Regions from separate parts of the Mus musculus genome. Here regions 2 and 3 are each linked to region 1. Evidence: chromatin contacts called from public HiChIP or PLAC-seq and promoter capture Hi-C data. All regions are on one chromosome and are shown on one strand. The core of a region is the stretch at or near the end of the contact, and the rest is flanking DNA. Distances in the headings are between cores, read along the strand shown. Region 1 holds the start of Ubald2 (UBA-like domain containing 2). Region 2 holds the start of Unk (unkempt family zinc finger). Region 3 holds the start of Trim47 (tripartite motif-containing 47).

Region 1 (2,926 bases), core at 118-2,617:
GTTCAGTGAGTAAAGGCGCTTGCTGCCAAGTTTGTCAACCCCAGTCTGGTTTTACACCCACACCATGGAAAGCGACTCTCACTGCCTCTGCCTTCACTGGCAAAGAAATAGAAGTGAGGTTTGCTTTCTTCTGTTCTGTCCTTCTGTTCTGCACACCCTAACTAGTTAGAACCTTCGCTGTAATTAGTTCTGATGAAAAACAGTATATGTCTTCCTGAAACAGGAGCCTTCACAGTAAATTCCCAATCCGATCCTCCAGATCAGGGTGGAAACAGTTCCTGCCCGCTCCCCATGGTCTAGAATCCTTGGATAAGTGGGGCTCTTATACCATGTGTCATTTTTTCCTACCAGCCAACTTCACCATCTTGTGTACCTTAAATCATCTTTAGGTCACTTTAATACCCAATACAATGTAAGTTTCATGTGAATAGATGTATCAATGTCCTCTTGATCAGGGAATAATGACAAAGAAAATGTCTTCATGCTGAAAACAGGTACTTTTTTTTTTTTTTTTTTTTTTAAAGCATAAGGTTTTTAAACCCCGAGGCTGGATTATGCAAAGCATGCCCTGGCACTGGCTATTCCCCCCCACCCCCGTGTGTGTGTGTGTGTGTGTGTGTGTGTGTGTGTGTGTGTGTGTGTGTGTGTTTGGAGAGTTTCTCTATGTAGCCCTGCTGGCTGTCCTGGAACTAACTCACCATGTAGGCAAGACTGGCCTCGAACTCAGAGCTATCCGAATGCCTCTACCTCCCACTGAGCCCTGAAATTAAAACCATGTGGTCACTACGCCTGGTTCTTTTGTGTTGTTTTGTTTTGTTTTGTTTTGTGGTGTTAAGAAATTGAACCCAGGATCTGTCTGCCATGTTTCAAAAGTTTTCTTTTTCTTTTCTTTTTTTTTTAAGAGAGACTGTTTAGAAGCTATTTAAAAATTTAAATACTCTTGAGAGTCGAGTAGCTGCGAAGGTTCTGTGTGTTTTCTATTTTGATCGTTCTGTTTCTCGAGATGACCACATCTTTCAGAGGAAATGAGTCAAAGCCACTCCGTCTTGCTTTTCCAGCTGAGCATGTTCAGTTTCAATGAAGTAATGAATGAACTTGGCCAGCACCACCCCCACGCCTACAACAGCAAACACTGATGACCTCCACCAATCAGAACGCGGTCAGGGTTTTCGAGTTGAGTTCAAACAGGCCTACGGTAGGCCAATCAGCGCATCACGCCCCGCCTCCCGATGGCGGCCCCAGCCAACCACCAACTCGGAGGAGCCAAAACACGGAGGCTGGCCAATGCCGGGGTGCCCCCGCGGCACCGACTCCGCCAATGGGCGCGGCCAGGCGAGGAGAGAAACAGAGCGGCCGGGCCCGCCGCAGGATTCGAATCGAACGTCCGTGTGGGAGCCGGCGGCTGGCTGGGCTGCGCGTGGGCCAATCAGCGGCGTCGGCTCACGGCCCCCGAACGTTGGGCCTGGCGGCCCCGCCCCGCGCTGTTGTTTGCGGCGTCGGCGCGGCCGCGCGAGCCGAACCACAACATTCGCCGGGCGGCGGCGGAGCTGCGAGCGTGAGCCCGGGGCGGCCGCCCAGCGCCATGTCGGTGAACACGGACGAGCTGCGGCACCAGGTCATGATCAACCAGTTCGTGCTGGCCGCGGGCTGCGCGGCCGATCAGGCGCAGCAGCTGCTGCAAGCGGCGCACTGGCAGTTCGAGGTGTGCACCGGGCCGGGGTCGGGAGCGCGCGTGGGAGCCGGGGGCCGCGTAGGGGGGCCGCGGCGGGGGGGGGGGGGGCCGGGGCGGCCAGGCCTCGCTCACGCCGCTGCGTCCCGTATTTTGTCCGCAGACCGCCCTAAGCACGTTCTTTCAAGAAAGCAACATTCCCAACAGCCACCACCACCCGCAGATGGTAAGTGTTCCCCAGGGCCGCGGAGGGGGCGCTCGGTGCGGCAGGGTCGCTGTCAGCCGCGCCGGTGACAGCCATGTTGCCGGGGAGCGGCGCGCCGCGAATGTAAACAAAGAGCCAAAATGTCTTCCAGGAAAGAGCGCTCCCAGGCCGGCGCTGGCTCGCCCAACTTTGGGACCCGCCTCCAGGCCGCTGGATCGGGGCCTGAGGCCCTGTGCTGGGCGCTGTGCCCTGGGTGTAAGGGCCTTGGTGTTGGGGAGGTGGGGGTAGAAGGAAGGGAAGACGGCTTCCAGCAGGATGTTGCGATTCTGATAGCAGAGGATGGGGAAGGGGCTCGAGGATAACCAGACCTTTGGGGACTTCGGGGTGGTGGGGGACTGAGGGATTTGTGTCTTGATGCAAAACACACACACACACACACACACACACACGACTGAGGTAGGGATTTGTGTCTTGGTGCAACAAACACAGCCGTGTGCACACACACACACACACACACACCACCCACCCACCCAGTGCTGCAGGAAGCAGGGGAGGGATAGATCCACCCTGGCTCCGGAAGTCCAACTCTACCCACAAAGGTAGGCTGGCCCTTCCAAAGCCTCCAGGGAACATAACCTTTATGGAGGATATACAGATTTATATACCTAAGGTGAGGCCAAGAATTTCTTTTAATCTCAGTATGTTAAGAAACAAAACAGTCCAGGAAATAGTTCTTGGAGCCTGGATTTGTCCTCTTCCAACTTGGCTCCAGGCTAGAGCCTTTGCCCTCTGGCCAGTGGGTACCCTGCTTTCCTGAGGCCAGGCACATCCCTTCTCTGCTCTAACTCCTAGTTAGCTATTAGCTCCAAACGTGTAGGAGGGCCTGAGCCCAGGAGAGGGGTGGTAAAACATTATTCCCTAAGAGATCTGCCATTGGACTTTTTTGTTTTTTTTGGTGTCCTTGTCCCCAGGAGACAAGACTACATGTGGATCTTCTGCTGTATCTTGTTCTCAGCACTTTTTTCTTCTGACAAAAACGAGCCGCCCCCCCC
Region 2 (2,926 bases), core at 241-2,740, 400 kb before region 1:
GTGGTGCAAGCCTGGAATCCCAGCTTTTGGGAGCCAGAGGCAGGCAAGTCTATGTAAATTCAAGTCTAGCCTGATCTACATATCAAGTTTCAAGCCTGCTGGGGCTACATAAGTAAGATCCTGCCTCAAAACCACAAACATGTACTCACAAACCAAAAATAAAAAAGAATTTGATATAGATTGAACATAGAAAACAAGGTCAAATGGGAAGTATTACATATCTATGATGGACATTTTTATTATTTTATTATTATTCGTGGAGTGGGTTCTCTCCTACCACCTGTACATCAGTCCCAGAGATCCCACTTGGGTTTGCAGCCTAGGGAAGCAAGCACCTTTACCCCTACTCATCTCCAACCTGTTGTTGTTTGGTTGTTCTTGTTCGGGTTTTTAGACAGACTGACAGCTCTGGCTGACCTAGAACTACCAACGGATGCCACCAGGCTTTGAATTCAGAGATCCACCTTCCGTTGCTTCCTGAGTGCTGGGACCGAGATACATGCCACCGTGTTGGTTTTTGAGATAGGGTTTTAGTACATAGCCTAGCTTGGCCTGGAACTTGTGACTTTCCTCCCTCAGGATGTACCCCTATATCCAGCCTGTAGAAAGTCATTTCATAAAACCATATTCCTAAATGTGAGGCAATTGCCTTGCATTTCCCCGGAACAGAAAGGTTTTTTTCCAGAAAAGGGAACTAGAATGGACTAGAACATTTTTTTTTCCTCAGCCCCTGGCCCTTCTCATGTAGTCTATCACTATACTTCTCAACAATTTACCAAAGTGCCTAAGAGACTACTCTAGATAGAGATTAGGTTCTCCCTTGGACCTTAACCTACTGGAAACAAGGTATTTGGGCCAACCACTGAGTTCAGAAGGAGCCCAAGTGGAGGGGTTCCAGGTTTCAGGGTTGATAAATGTTAATGATGCCCAGGAACAATATGGTGTATTGTAATTTTTAAAAACAAAACAAAGCAACAACAATAAAAAGCTTCTTCAAACTGTCTGCTAGCCTGCATACTTTCTCTGGTGATTTACAGGTTACTATATTATGAAAATATTGGCTGACTAGCTTGCTGGCTCCGAGGCAATGCTCTAGACTGACTTTAGAAACGGTGCGCCAACTGTACTGGTAGGGAGGCAAGGCAATTACTGCACTGCATTTGGAACATTCTCCGTGGAGTTGTTTCAGGCCTCCCTAACTGGTTCCTTGCTCTCCGGAGGATCCAGTTTAAAGGTAGAGTTCACCTCCGACCACACTGACAATGCTCAGGTAATAGTTAAGAGTGACTAGACTACAATTACCACAAGGCATTGCGGATCCTCAGCATCCGGGACACCGTCCGCAAAGATCTCTGGGTATTGTGGTCTTGCACTTTAGCAGCGACACTGTGCCAACGGTAAAATTTCACCGGAAAGGAGGACCACAACTCCCAGCAACCTTTGCTGCTGTGCGGGGGGTCTTCACGTTCTCGTGGCGCGGCGCAGGCGCTGTGGGTCTTCGGCGCGGACCGCGCAGACTGAATAATAAAAGGGGAGCGGCGAAGAGGCAGGAAGACAGGACCATGTCGAAGGGCCCCGGGCCCGGCGGCTCGGCAGCTTCCTCGGCGCCCCCGGCCGCTACCGCTCAGGTGCTGCAGGCACAGCCCGAGAAACCGCAGCACTACACGTACGTAGAGCCCCCCCCGCCGCGCGCGCACGCCTGACGTCAGCGGCCAGCGTGAGTCACGCGCGCAGGGAGAGCGCGAGGCTGTCCCCCCCCCCCTTCCTCCGGCTCGGCCCAGACCGGTTCCAACCTGCTGGGACCGGTCCCAGCTTACTTCAACTGTCACCAACCTCTGGTCGGGCAGTGGGGCGGGAAACTCGGTCCCAGCCTCCGAGTCGGAAAGGCAGGAGCGCGGGTCCCGAATCCACACTTCTCAGGCCAGGCCTCAGAGGCCTGACGGTCTCAGACATAAAACCCGACAAGTCCACGACATGACAAGTGGAAGTCTGTACCAACCAGCACGAGACCTGTCTAGAAATGACTGTTTGCTTGAAGTCTCGGGAGGAGACTCTGTGCACCGGAGGCCTTTTGTATCTTTAAGGCCTGTTAGATTGTCCACGAGGATCACCCATGCTTGAATTCCCTTAAACAGTCAAACGTGCAGAAATGGGCTCACTCCGTGCAGGCTGTACTGTCTAGCTTGAGTCAGCGACATCCGGGGTGTTAATGGTTGCAGACCCCTTCAGCATCGGGCAGGCAAGGGAGCCTCATCGTAACTGGCCTAAATGAGATTGCCACAATGTAAAAACTGCATGTGTACAAGCTTAGGTCCCTGCCTTCCTTGCTGTCATGTCACAGTAGGCCTAGGTTCTGTGAGACAAAGGCCAATGCTGTAGTTCCTCTTGTAAAGCCCTGTTGGTTTCCGTTCCCTGCTGTGTGCCAGGAGTGTCCCTACTGGGTGCCTGAGTGATGGGCCAGTTTAGGAGATCCCAACCTGTGGAAATGTCAGAACCCGAGAGATTGAACAACACTCCAGCGTCCAGCCAGGAGCTGGCAGCATCCGAACTAAAGTCAGGCAGAAGCAGCTCTGGTTCAACACTTTTGGGAGTTGGGACAGGGGAACATTGGTTATAGAAAATGTATTGGTTTCTTCAAATGACTAGTGTTGGCTGACGTCATCCAAACTTGACTGTAACTCAGGTTAGCCTTTCAAGTATGGTGGTCATCAGTTGGTCCTTTCTTACTGGAGTTCTCTCTCACTCTGCAACCTTGCCATTGCTTTTGATAAGAAGGTCTAACATCAGAATAACATCACTTATCTGGTCACACACAAAAATTTGTAAACTTAGTGGAACTGTGAAAAACATCTACATTTGTTTATTTGTATGTGAGTCTGTGGGAACACTCACGCAGCGCCACATGCAGGTGTGGAGGTCAAAACAG
Region 3 (2,926 bases), core at 153-2,652, 320 kb before region 1:
CCAGAGGCGCCAAGACCGGGATGGAGGCCAAAGGAAACTGGGGGTGGGAGGTAGCGGGACACTGGGCACATGCTCCCCACGGCCCCAGAGCATTCGGACAGAGGAGATCTGTGTGACCAGCCCAAACTCCGTCGCTCTCCTGGTGCCCGCCACACCCATACAAAGTGGCTGACTCAATTCAGGACGAATCTGAATTGAAGAGGGCATCAGCTACGGGGCCCCGCCCGCACCCAGCGACTCCTGACCCCCACGGCTTCTGAGGGCCTAATGCGGATCCCTCTCTCGCTTTACACTTACACTAATCTAGCTAAAGCGCTCTCTCTCTCTCTCTCTCTCTCTCTCTCTCTCTCTCTCTCTCTCTCTCTCGGCTTTTTGCCACTCTTTCATCTTACTAGTCCCTCCCGACTCTCTTTCCATCCACACCAGCCCCAGCAAATGACAGTGTAGACCGGAAGAGGTTGCAAAGATTCTCAGGCTAGAGGAGGAAACTAAGGCAGAGCCTATTGAGTCAGAGAGATGAAGCCCATGTAAAGGCAGGAGGAGAGAACCAACCCCACAAAGTTGCTTCCTTCATCTCCATGTGCACAGCCATAATGATAAAACAAATATATAACAGACACACCCGGATAAGAGTGAGGGACTAAATAGCTCTAGTGTCCCTCCTGTCACCCATCTCCACGTGTCGACTCAAGGTGCCCCACCTCCTGAAGCGCGCGCTCCTGCTCCAGCGGCACGAGCTCGTGGCCGCGATGGTCCTGAGTGGCACAGGCCTCGCAAAGGCACACACGCTCCACGCGACAGTAGCGCTCCAGAGGCCGCAGGTGGCGCGGACACAGGCTCTCCTCAAGTCGGCGCAGCGGGGGCACCAGGCGGTGGCCGCGCAGGGCGGGGCTGCGTTCGTGGGGGGCCAGATGCGCGGAGCAGAAGGAGGCGAGGCAGGAGAGGCAAGAGAGCGCGGCGGGCAGGGCGGCGCCCTCGGGGCACGCGTCGCAGCGCACCGGCTCCTCACCCGCGGGCCACTGCTCCGGCGCGCAGGGAGCCGATGGTTCCGGAGCCGGAGGTGGTGCGCTGGGCGCGGAGGGCTCGGGCGTGGCGCCCCGGGTCGATCCTGAAGCCGGGGCGGACATGGGTCCCGGGACCGAGCCCTGGCGGAGCTGCAGCAACTCGGACAGCGTGTGGTTCTTGCGGAGCTGCAGGCCGTCGGGGAAAGGCTCCTGACAAAGTGGACAGCGAGCTGGACCTCCGGAACCACCGGTGCCGCCCGCGCTCCGGTGCGGCCAGAGAGCGCCCAGGCAAGCGAGGCAGAAGTTGTGGCCGCAGGGTAGTGTCACCGGCTCCCGGAGCGGTTCCAGGCAGATGGGGCAGCTGAAAGGCCCGCTGCCGTCCATGGCTCCGCCGCTACCCGGGCACCGCCTGTGCTGCTCCCGCCTGGGAGGGACCTGGGACGGTTCGCGCCCGGCACCGCCCCTTGGGACCCTGGCCAAGGGTCCGGCCCCCTCCTACCCCTCCGCAGCTCTGCTCGCCCCAGCGCGGCTCGCCACCGCCGCACCCACCGGTCAGCAGACGCCGCGAGGCCGGCCAGCCCTCCAGGGGAGCACGACCCTCTTGAGACTTCTACCCAGCGTGGGCGGAGGCGGTGGGACTGCCAGAGGATTGTGAAAAGGAGAGGACCCGGAGCGAGAATGTGAGGGGATTCATGGGGAGGAGGCTGAGAGGACATTCGATCCTCCATCCTCTATCCTGGTCAGCCAGGTGCCATGGTGGGCGTGCACAGCCATGTAGCCAGCGCCTTTCCCTCCAGACCCCTCCCAGGTACAGTTAGCCAAGTTCCCTGAGTTGCTGACATACAGAAAAACTTACTGCTGGTATGTGTCTGTTTTGACCTCTTAGCGACTGTGTTTACCCGCGCTGGGGAACTTAGCCTTGTCTAGATCTGAAATGGGAAGCTGACATCACTTGACAAATCCCTTGTCTGAGGAATTTACTTCCGTTCATGGATACTCGCGGGTGCCTGTAGTTCCCCAAAAGGAGACACTGGTTAAGGCCTGCCCAACTATGCATTTAGAACAGTGCGTCTAGTTGCAAGGACTTGTGCTTGAGATTTAGTCTCTGTATGTAGCCCAGAGTGACCTAGAACTCTTCATCCTCCTGCCTCAGCCTCCTGAGTGCTGGGATCACAGGCTTATGGCTTCTTCGTGTTGTTTCTGGGATAGGTCTTTCTTACATAGCCTTGGTTAGCCCAGAGCTTATGTTGGCCTTGATTCCCATGCCTCCACTTCTCCAGTATTGAGATTCCAGGTGCAGGCCACCATGTCGGGTAAACTGACATTGTAATAATGCAATAATGTTAAGCTTTAAACTATGTAGAATCAAATTGTCAAAATTATTTTAGTAGTTATTTTATATGCGCACACTGTTGCTGTCTTCAGACACACCAGAAGAGGGCGCTGGATCCCATTACAGATGGTTGTGAGCTACCATGTGGTCAGTGCTCCTAACCGTTGAGCCATCTCTCCAGGCCCTTATTATTGTTATTATTATTATTATTATAGAGTGGAGCCCACAGTTGGTAAAGTGTAAGGGCCTGAGTTAGATTCTAGCCCCTGGTTAAAGGCTGAGCATGGTGTCCAAAACCAAACGAATAAACAAAGTGGGTGGAATAGTGTTGTTACAACCCTCGATAAAAAAATAAGCATCCATGTGCCCATGTGATAGTTACCTGTAACTATCAGCAGAATCCCAAATAATTCCTGTAGGCTCTCCAAAGTGACTCCTTGTCTGTGTGCTAAGCACGATGGCTTCTGAAGGCACCGAGCGAGCGAGCACTCTCTCAGTGGGAACACTGACACAGCTTACCCAGACAGTCAGAGTGATCATCAGCCATGGTCAGCCGTACCATAGCATGGAGTCTTTGATGATGGGATGG

Evidence for each region. Promoter capture Hi-C pulls out the DNA fragments that hold promoters and counts their contacts. HiChIP or PLAC-seq counts read pairs in DNA pulled down with a chosen protein or histone mark.
Region 2: a contact with region 1 is called in a promoter capture Hi-C map of pre-B cells, with 6 times the contacts expected there. The contact joins the promoter of Unk here to the promoter of Ubald2 in region 1. A contact is called at or near these places in 21 of 39 promoter capture datasets (the 3T3-L1 cell line, 3T3-L1-derived adipocytes, the C10 cell line and 15 more), 9 of 484 Hi-C or Micro-C datasets (CD8 T cells, the HPC-7 cell line, Th1 cells and 5 more), 11 of 115 datasets of contacts at active chromatin or transcription factors (astrocytes, embryonic basal ganglia, embryonic brain and 5 more) and 3 of 9 other capture datasets (adipose tissue, embryonic stem cells and liver).
Region 3: a contact with region 1 is called in a FOXA1 HiChIP or PLAC-seq map of pancreatic cancer cells. The contact joins the promoter of Trim47 here to the promoter of Ubald2 in region 1. A contact is called at or near these places in 5 of 39 promoter capture datasets (the HPC-7 cell line, the SN4741 cell line, cranial neural crest and 2 more), 1 of 15 datasets of contacts at CTCF or cohesin (large pre-B cells), 6 of 484 Hi-C or Micro-C datasets (the CH12 cell line, the G1E-ER4 cell line, cerebellum and 2 more), 12 of 115 datasets of contacts at active chromatin or transcription factors (the HPC-7 cell line, bone marrow-derived macrophages, embryonic basal ganglia and 5 more) and 2 of 9 other capture datasets (adipose tissue and embryonic stem cells).

The regions. Positions count from the first base shown.
Region 1 is chr11:116,432,727-116,435,652 of GRCm38.p6, forward strand. Ubald2 (UBA-like domain containing 2) reads left to right here and starts at 1,368. Exons shown (of 3, transcript NM_176902.3): 1 at 1,368-1,702; 2 at 1,833-1,895. The coding sequence starts at 1,583.
Region 2 is chr11:116,028,826-116,031,751 of GRCm38.p6, forward strand. It overlaps Unk (unkempt family zinc finger), which reads left to right and starts at 1,491. Exons shown (of 16, transcript NM_172569.4): 1 at 1,491-1,666. The coding sequence starts at 1,563.
Region 3 is chr11:116,108,833-116,111,758 of GRCm38.p6, forward strand. It overlaps Trim47 (tripartite motif-containing 47), which reads right to left and starts at 1,403. Exons shown (of 6, transcript NM_172570.5): 1 at 702-1,403. The coding sequence starts at 1,388.